Linked DNA regions of Drosophila melanogaster: regions 2 and 3 are each linked to region 1. Evidence: chromatin contacts called from public Hi-C data. All regions are on one chromosome and are shown on one strand. The core of a region is the stretch at or near the end of the contact, and the rest is flanking DNA. Distances in the headings are between cores, read along the strand shown. Region 1 holds the start of CG32369. Region 2 holds the start of lqf (liquid facets). Region 3 holds the start of CG7546.

Region 1 (2,700 bases), core at 89-2,588:
GTTTATTTTCTTAATTTTACTTCTTTTAAAATTCCCAAATCGTTCTTTCCACCATTTGTTTTTTGCTTATCTGAGCTAATTTATCGCGAAATCGTTAAGATATATATTTTTCCACGGAAGTTTTATCACACATTAAATATAAATGATTATCAAGTGCAGGCCGAATTCAATTGGCCACAGAACGTCAACAAAGCAGCGCGGAAAAAACGCTTAGTAATGCCTTTAAAAATATGGCAACACGTAAGAGCCGCCCCTGCAGTTTTCCCTCCGCTAGACTCAAGCAGTGCACTTTTTGTTTTCACAATCATTGCAGATAGCAAATGAAAAACTGTTTTCCCCGACAAAGAGCGAAAAACTAAGAGAGAGACTTGAATGTGCCAATCTTTGAAAACGCAACTTTGTCGAGCGTTCATTCACATTGAAAACAGAGGCATAGCATGTGGTTTGATGTCGTAACACACACAAAGAGAACCCGAAAGAGTGGCAAAGAGAGCGCAGAAATGGAATTACCTGTCGCTGTTGAACCGCGCCTCCTTGTTTTTCCCCAAAAAAGGGTAGGTTTTTCGCGGGGGGTGCGGCGTGTACTGTTGCTCAAGAATCACACACAGACACACACACTAACACACGAAATTCTCCCTCTTCTTCTTGCAATTTATTTAAAATTTTGTTGTTGTATTTAGTTGTATATATTTTTGTTTGCCAAAAATTTATAGCCACACGCGTGCGAAAAAATCGAATTGGGGAATCTATTCACTCGTGTTATGTGTTGTTTGATATTTATATATATTTTTTTTTTTGTTTTGTAAGAACTTGGAACGGCGCTTGTCCGTCGGCTTTACGTAACCCCGCCGCACACACGGGTTAACTTTTTTTCTTTCTTTCTCGTAAAGGGTGTGCGGCAATTTGGGGGGGGCTGCACTTGGACCCCCTTTTTATATTTTGTGACTAATTTATTTATTTCATTTATTCACACCGAGAAACACGCGAGCGAGCACCTTTATTTTATTTTATTTATTTCTTTGATTACGTTGGCGTTTGTTTTGTAATACGCTTACGTTACGCGACGAGACAGAAAGAGAGAGAGCGAACGCACTGGGCGAAAGAAATAGCGACAACAGCAGCAACGGCGGCAACGTGTTCGAGTGGCTCGGCGATGATTTGCTTATGGGGTGCGCTCCACTTTGTTGCTTTTTTATTTGCCTTTTTTATTATTCATACTTTTTTTTTGTATAATTTTTATTATTTTGCTTTTTGTATTTGTATTACGGCCTGGTTTTTTTTTTCAAACTCTCCCTGCTGTCTGAACTTGCCACGGCCGCTGTTCAACAGCGAATGACTGCTGTGAAAAGTCAGTCGTTGGCTTGGAGCGAAAAATTGGCGCTCTCTTTTGGGGTCGACTCTCTTACGCCTCCGTGGATGTGTCTGTTGCGTCATCGATGTCTGTGCCTTGAGCTCTCTTTGTTTAGCACTTCTCTCTCTGGCATTTTATTTTTTTTTTTAATTTTTGCCGGCAAACCGTCAACTGTCACAACAGGCGACGCCAAGAAAAATGATGGGGCAGCGGGGGCTGCGGTGGGTGATTTGCAAAACTATTGGGTTGGGGGATAGTGGGTGGTGTTGGGGGTGCTAGTTTGCCAGTGGGCGTCATTTATCGTATGATGCGCATTTCCGGCGCCACTCAACAGACTACAGCCATATAAACACCAAGCAAACATCAATAATCACAACAGATACGGTCGATTTTCTGTTACTTAAACTAAATTACATATATAAAATTTTGTAATTTTGTTTAATACGCAAATATAGTTTTTAGATTATGTAAAATAGAATAAAAGCTTACTCAAATAACTTATAAAATTAATAACGAAATTTGTATAACAAAATACACAATAGATTAAACTGTGAAAATATAAGTTGATTAATTCTCAGACATGTCATTACAAGATGTATTAATTTTATAATCCTTAAACAGGTTTTGAAGCTATAGATTTCCTATCCCGATAGAGCTCAGAGTTGTTAAAGTTCGTCTGTAATATCGAATATCTGCGTTTCGTAAGTGTTGTGTGGCTATTACATATTGTTTTGTCATTTAACGCAAATTACGTATACGACGCGTTGACCTCATTTGGGTTGATCAACAAATGCAGTTGTCGACAAACTTGGCTTATAACAACCGCGTATCGCTTCCCCTCCCCCTACTTCCCGTCTTTCTCTTTTGGCTCCGCTTGGCTTGTATTTCAAGCTCAAGTTCAACGTTGTCTGTTAGCGGTTGCCTGCATACTACCAGTTTTCATGCTGCTGCTGCTGCTGCTGCTGCTGCGTTTCCATTAACATTTTGAGTGGCCGTTGTTGTTAACTCATTTTTCGCTTTCGTAAGTCTTGGACAGTATAAAAATATGCGGGGCGGGCGAGTGGAGTCCGCTTATGTTTGAGCATTGCTCGCATTTATTGCAACATTTCCCCATAGGGAAGTAATCGAATTGCTTTGCCTCAGGTCTGGGTCTGGTTTAAGCCTGCATTCAAAAAAAAAACAAAGCTTGAAAGTTTACAGATTAAAACATATTAAAATTAACAAAATTTATTCTAATATATATTTTCAAATTTCTGAGTTGTAGAATCTCAATAATCTTTAATTGTTTAGCAATTAACGTTATTTTAGTAGTACCATATATTTTAATACCATGTACAATTATATAATTA
Region 2 (2,700 bases), core at 38-2,537, 280 kb before region 1:
CCAAATATATAAATTATGTATTTTAAAATCTCTTAAATATCTAGAGCTGATACATTGATACATTGAAACACATCGAAATGGGTGATATATTTTCCGCTGGTTTAGTATGATCATAAAAAATAAATTGAAACAAACCGTGAAATTAAAAAACGAAAGCAAGACCGATAGAAACAGGAAGTTGGCGATATCGAATATGCAACTGCATATGCACATTATATATATTTAATAACTGTATACACGTATGAACGTTGAACATCTACAAGTAGGTACTTAGAGTTAAACGACAGCAACAACAAATCGCATCGAGCTAATGTTAATAACGAAAAGCACTCACTCACATACAAACACACAAAACCACACACACACAAACACAGCCGTAGTCGTGCACATGCACAAACTGAAAAAAATACGAATAAAAAAAAACGAGAAAATATATTGTTATCAGTTCGTTAACAAAATGAGAAAATAGATTTTAGCGTGTAATTATACGAAAATGAAAATGGTATTCTAAATAAAATCATAAATAAAAGTCGAGTTTGTTGTTCTCTTCTTAAAGAACTTGGCAATGTTCTTGCCGTTGTTTTTCATAAAATGGTTGAAACGGAAGTGCAAAGTTCCTTTTTTGTTTTTGAAAATGTTCTGTTGGCGCCATTTTGGGTAACCGCTAACGGTAGAGGTGGGAACTAAGATATTCGCAGCTCACAAAAACAAGAATCTAAAAACCAAATGATTATCTAATTTAACAATAAGAAAATATATTTAGAAGAACACAGAATTTTAAATCTTGATGTTGAAAATATCCATGCACAACTGTAAATACTTTAGAGAAGTAAAGTTATCACTTTCACGCAAGCAAATTCACCACAGTTTGGTAAGTTTGAGAATGCAAGTGATATCGATAGGTGATTTGTCACAGCTATCGATATCATCGAGTATCATGTTTAAAAATCGGGATGACAACTCAAAAATATCGGCGTTACATTTAAATTACTATGTAAACAACTTGTAGATAATTTTAACATTCTACTAATTAAAAGCTTAAATATTTATTGTACATATAGAAAAATAAAAAGAACGACGGTAGTTGATGGTCAAAGATAAATTGTTATTCCTTTATAAATTTTACATACCAAAAGCAAATGAATATAATTAAATAACAGGAATAATTTTGCTCTTCTGTGAGCTAGTATTTTTAAAATACTTATACTCCAAACTGATAAGAACCGATAGGTTCAGGAATAAATCGATATCGCGATATTTCGAGTGCCCATCAATTCTGGTCCACCACTAGTGCAAAGCGAAAAGCAGAGAAAGAAATAATAATTCGTGTTTTGTGCGCAGAGTGCAAAGGGTAAATAAGTTGCAATATCATCGCAATCGCAGTCGAGAGCCCTATAAACCCGATAGAGTGCCAGGATTTTTGGATATCCATATCGTGCGCGCAGCTATACTATTTTCCCCCTTTGTTGACGTCGCATTGTCGTCATCGTCATCTTGTGACCGTGTCTATTCGAGTCCGAAAAAAGAAAGAAAAGAAAGTCGTAAAATATAGAAAAGAAAACTAGTTGGGGAGGAGGAGTCGCACACACAGACACACACATACACAGCCGAGCGGAGCCCCCACACGCACACACACACAACCAAAGGCGAACTGCAGTGAAGCAACAAAACCAACAATAACAGAAACATTGCAGGTGAGCGAAAGAGTAAGTGGGAGGGGGCCACAAACATATTTCTGTCTCTCTTTCTCTTTGGGGCTTCTTTTTCTTAAATAATAATTTTCCGTAATTATAGATCCCCCTTGTCTAAACGTAATTCCCCGCTAACCGTTTTTTACAACATATGCTTATTGATAGCGCTTCTTTGGCTTTTGTTTTTTGTTGTTTTTTTTTTTATTTGATAACTGCCGTTAGCCGGTCGAGTGATTAGTCATAGTGGATCCAGGGTTGCCAGGGGCGTGGGTGGAAACGGGTTTATGTTTGCGAGGGGGGGCGGATGAGTAATGAATGAAGTTTCGCACATTCGTGTGCCCCCCAATCAGTGCGTCCGTGTGCGTATACGTGTGTGTGTAGGTGCGAGTAGTTCTAGTGTCACAAATGAAATCTAATCGCATTTCTGGCTCGTTATCATACGCACACAGCCACAGAAAGCACCCATGTAGCCATTAATATATTATATACAAATGATACCTAATATACGCCCGCATTTACAACAGATGCAGCAACATTGGAAAATGCAACAGTGCCAGCGGTATGGAGGAGGTGATGGGGGACGCCGAGGCGGATCGAGGAGGGGCCCGGCGATCGTGTGGCACAGTGGGCAGCATCAGCGAGCGAGCAGTGACCTTCGTCACCAGCGGCTAGCCCTTTCCACCTGTTTGAGGTGCTAATAGAAAAACATCTCAAGATAACCATAAACCAAAAGCAAACATTTCATTTGCGAAAGTAACGTAGATACCAGATAAGCAGATGTTTAACACAGACATTTTATTATTATTATGGTCTTTCGTTGTACAATCTTCAATGTTTGTTTGCAGTATTCTCTCCTTAAGTCGAAACAACCAAAATTATAATTTCCAATCCTCAGATCTTTGCGAATTCAATTCAATTTTTAAATATGTATTAAATTTTTAAGTTTTGTTAATCCCAAGATTGTAAGAGAATTGAGTTCAATCTGCAGGGTTTAAATAGAAAAGCTTTC
Region 3 (2,700 bases), core at 127-2,626, 300 kb before region 1:
CTTTCACGCCAAGCATAATCCATATTGTAAGCGAAATGTAGGCTGAGCATTTTAATACAATTAACTGTTTGTAATTTGTACATCAATTTTCTCAAAATGCTTAATTGGGAATCAAACATTTAAACATAGCATATATCCTGACAACAAGCTTACAAAAACATCTTTTATTATTAAAAAAAAAATCTACAAACTTTAAGCAAGGTATTTTTTTGAAAATACTGTAATTAATCATTCAATTGCTTGCTAAAAACTCAGTTAAAAAAAAAAAAAATCCTCAAAGAGAATGGTGCACTCGGCAATCTGCCACTGCCCATTTCCGTGGCATCTTTTCAGTCCGGAAAATAAGGGCTCGTCGCAATCACTTTGAGCCCGTGGAAAGGCTCACAATCGCAGACATTAAATCAAATTTCCGCACAATTCCGGCAAGGGGTATGCGAAAAATTGTGTTAGCTGCGGTTGGCTTTCCTTCGCAGCCTTCTGCTTATTTTACTTCCACTACCGATGCCACAGCGCCACTTAAATATTCAAAGCGAAAAGTTGCCCTACACCTTTGCGTCTTGGCTGACTTTCCCCTGTTTTCCGTGTTTTCTTTTCTTTATTATTCAAACGCCGCTTTTCATGTGCAGTGCCCAAAAATTCCCACAGGATGCAGTCAAAGGCGGTGGGGTGATTAAGGGTTGGTGTGGGGTTAGGGGCGAAAAGGTTGATGGGTGAATTGTATTTCACATGTGCAGTTCTTTAAACGTTTTTATAGCGCTCATCTCGCTCATGCCCCACACGCTTTACATTGTGGGCAAGAGTCTAGGCAATTCCCTGGAGATATTATACCTTTCGGTTAGGTTAGGATAGCAAAGAATGTTCAAAAACAATATAAATAAAACAGATTAATATATTTAGTACAAATTCAAAAGAACCGCCTAAGTGGTTTTTAGGGCTGCCAGACAAGAAAAAAATTCGTGCACTCTGGTTTGAGTCAATGCTAACAGTGCTGTATTCTTCTTTGTGTTTGCCACTGAAATAATAATTTGGGTATTTTAGGACATTTTGTGTACTATATGCTGAGCTGGCAACTTATCTATTTTGTAGACATATGCAGCTATTATATTTTAAACTTCAGACAAATTAATATAATATATTATATTTTAATCTTAAGACAAGTTGTTATAATATATTTTTGTTATAATATATTTTAAGCTTCAGAAAAAAGGTTATTTATCTGCATATTCCAATTTTTGTAATCGTTACCAAACTCAATAAAATAATTTTCAACTGCTCCATACAATACATATCATTTTTGACAGATCGCTTAATTTTTGCTTTAAAACGGAATTTATTTATCAATACCTGCTAGTTTAGCTTTTTACAAGATGGCATTTGGCTGCTCTTTCACTCCGAGAGTTGGCAACACTGCCACACTGTCAAATTCCAGTAATTATTCTCGTCCACTGCTGTTGTTGAATTGCAAAGTCGCTCGGCGCGTTAGCATAGAAGCCCAGCATATATTTGCCCGATCCGAAAGCAGGCGGAGATCAGTGAAAACGTATACATATTTACCGCTAGTTGAGCAGTGCGAAAACGTGTCCGGAAAAGCCAAAGGCCAACGACAGCGAGTGCGAGCGAGAGAGCAGGTGACAGCGACACCGACAAGATTCCCCGCCTTCCCCCCTCCACCAACGAACCCTTTTCGACTGTTTTTTTGCACGGCACGGGGAAAACCGAAAGAAAAACGAGATTTTCAATTGATTTGCGACGCAGTCCGGCCGGAAAATGCTCATAAACCTTAAGGTGAAGACCTTAGATGCGCGCATCCACGAATTCAGCATCGACAATGAGGTAATGTTTGAGGTTGTGTGTCCAGGTCTAGGGGCTTCTTTATATCCATGCACCCCACCCATTTCCAGCTCACCATCCGCCAGTTCAAGGACCAAATAGCCGAGAAGACTAACATTGCGGCGGAAAACCAGCGTATCATCTACCAGGGTCGCGTTCTGGTCGATGATAAGCAGGTGAAGGAATATGGTGAGTCATGCCCCCGGGAGCACCCACATATATATATGCACTTATATCTAATACAACAATATCAATGCCCATGCAGATGTGGATGGCAAGGTGCTCCATGTGGCCGAACGACCACCATTCTCGCAGCGCGGAGCCAATGCCCGCAACAATGATGAACCCATGCGAACCTTCCGCAATGTGGCACGTCCGCCGCCGCCCGGAATGCGTACTTCTCCGTACTTCCGCGCCCTCGATGGAATGCTGGTGGGCACCATGGCCATACCGGTGAACAATGGTCCAGTAGCTGGGGTAAGCCATTAAGATGAAAGCTCTTTCAACACGCGTATTTAAACGTATCTTAGCAGACACGTCCTCCACCGAATCGTTATCCCAACTCGTCGTCCTTCTGCATTAACCGCATCACGGTCGCCCTGCACATGATCGATTGCGCTGACAATATAGCAGCTTATCTGGAAAATCCTGCCGTTGGCCTGAACAATCAATCACTGGACATTCTGCAGCGCGGTCGCTGGTCGATGGAGTCCACAGTCGTGGAAGTAGGTGTCTCCTCGACTGATCTGCCACGCAACAATAACATCATCGATATGGTCCAAGATGCCGTGACCGCTGCTCTTTCGCATACAGGAGCACGCAACTATACGGTGGTTCAGCTGCCCACGGTTTATACCAATGAGAATGGCG

Evidence for each region. A called contact is a pair of places that touch in the nucleus more often than the background predicts.
Region 2: a Hi-C map of the Kc167 cell line shows a contact between it and region 1, with 1.9 times the contacts expected there. A contact is called at or near these places in 3 of 107 Hi-C or Micro-C datasets (the Clone 8 cell line, the Kc167 cell line and the S2 cell line) and 1 of 7 datasets of targeted methods (the Kc167 cell line).
Region 3: a contact with region 1 is called in a Hi-C map of the Kc167 cell line, with 1.6 times the contacts expected there. A contact is called at or near these places in 1 of 107 Hi-C or Micro-C datasets (the Kc167 cell line) and 1 of 7 datasets of targeted methods (the Kc167 cell line).

Annotation. Positions count from the first base shown.
Region 1 is chr3L:7,808,487-7,811,186 of dm6, forward strand. CG32369 reads right to left here and starts at 1,339. Exons shown (of 7, transcript NM_001259731.3): 1 at 511-1,339.
Region 2 is chr3L:7,527,493-7,530,192 of dm6, forward strand. lqf (liquid facets) reads left to right here and starts at 1,288. Exons shown (of 9, transcript NM_001274597.1): 1 at 1,288-1,694. ltl (larval translucida) reads left to right here. Exons shown (of 4, transcript NM_001274595.1): 4 at 1-521.
Region 3 is chr3L:7,509,610-7,512,309 of dm6, forward strand. CG7546 reads left to right here and starts at 1,377. Exons shown (of 10, transcript NM_168217.4): 1 at 1,377-1,833; 2 at 1,902-2,019; 3 at 2,096-2,307; 4 at 2,364-2,700. The coding sequence starts at 1,768. It also overlaps asRNA:CR45896.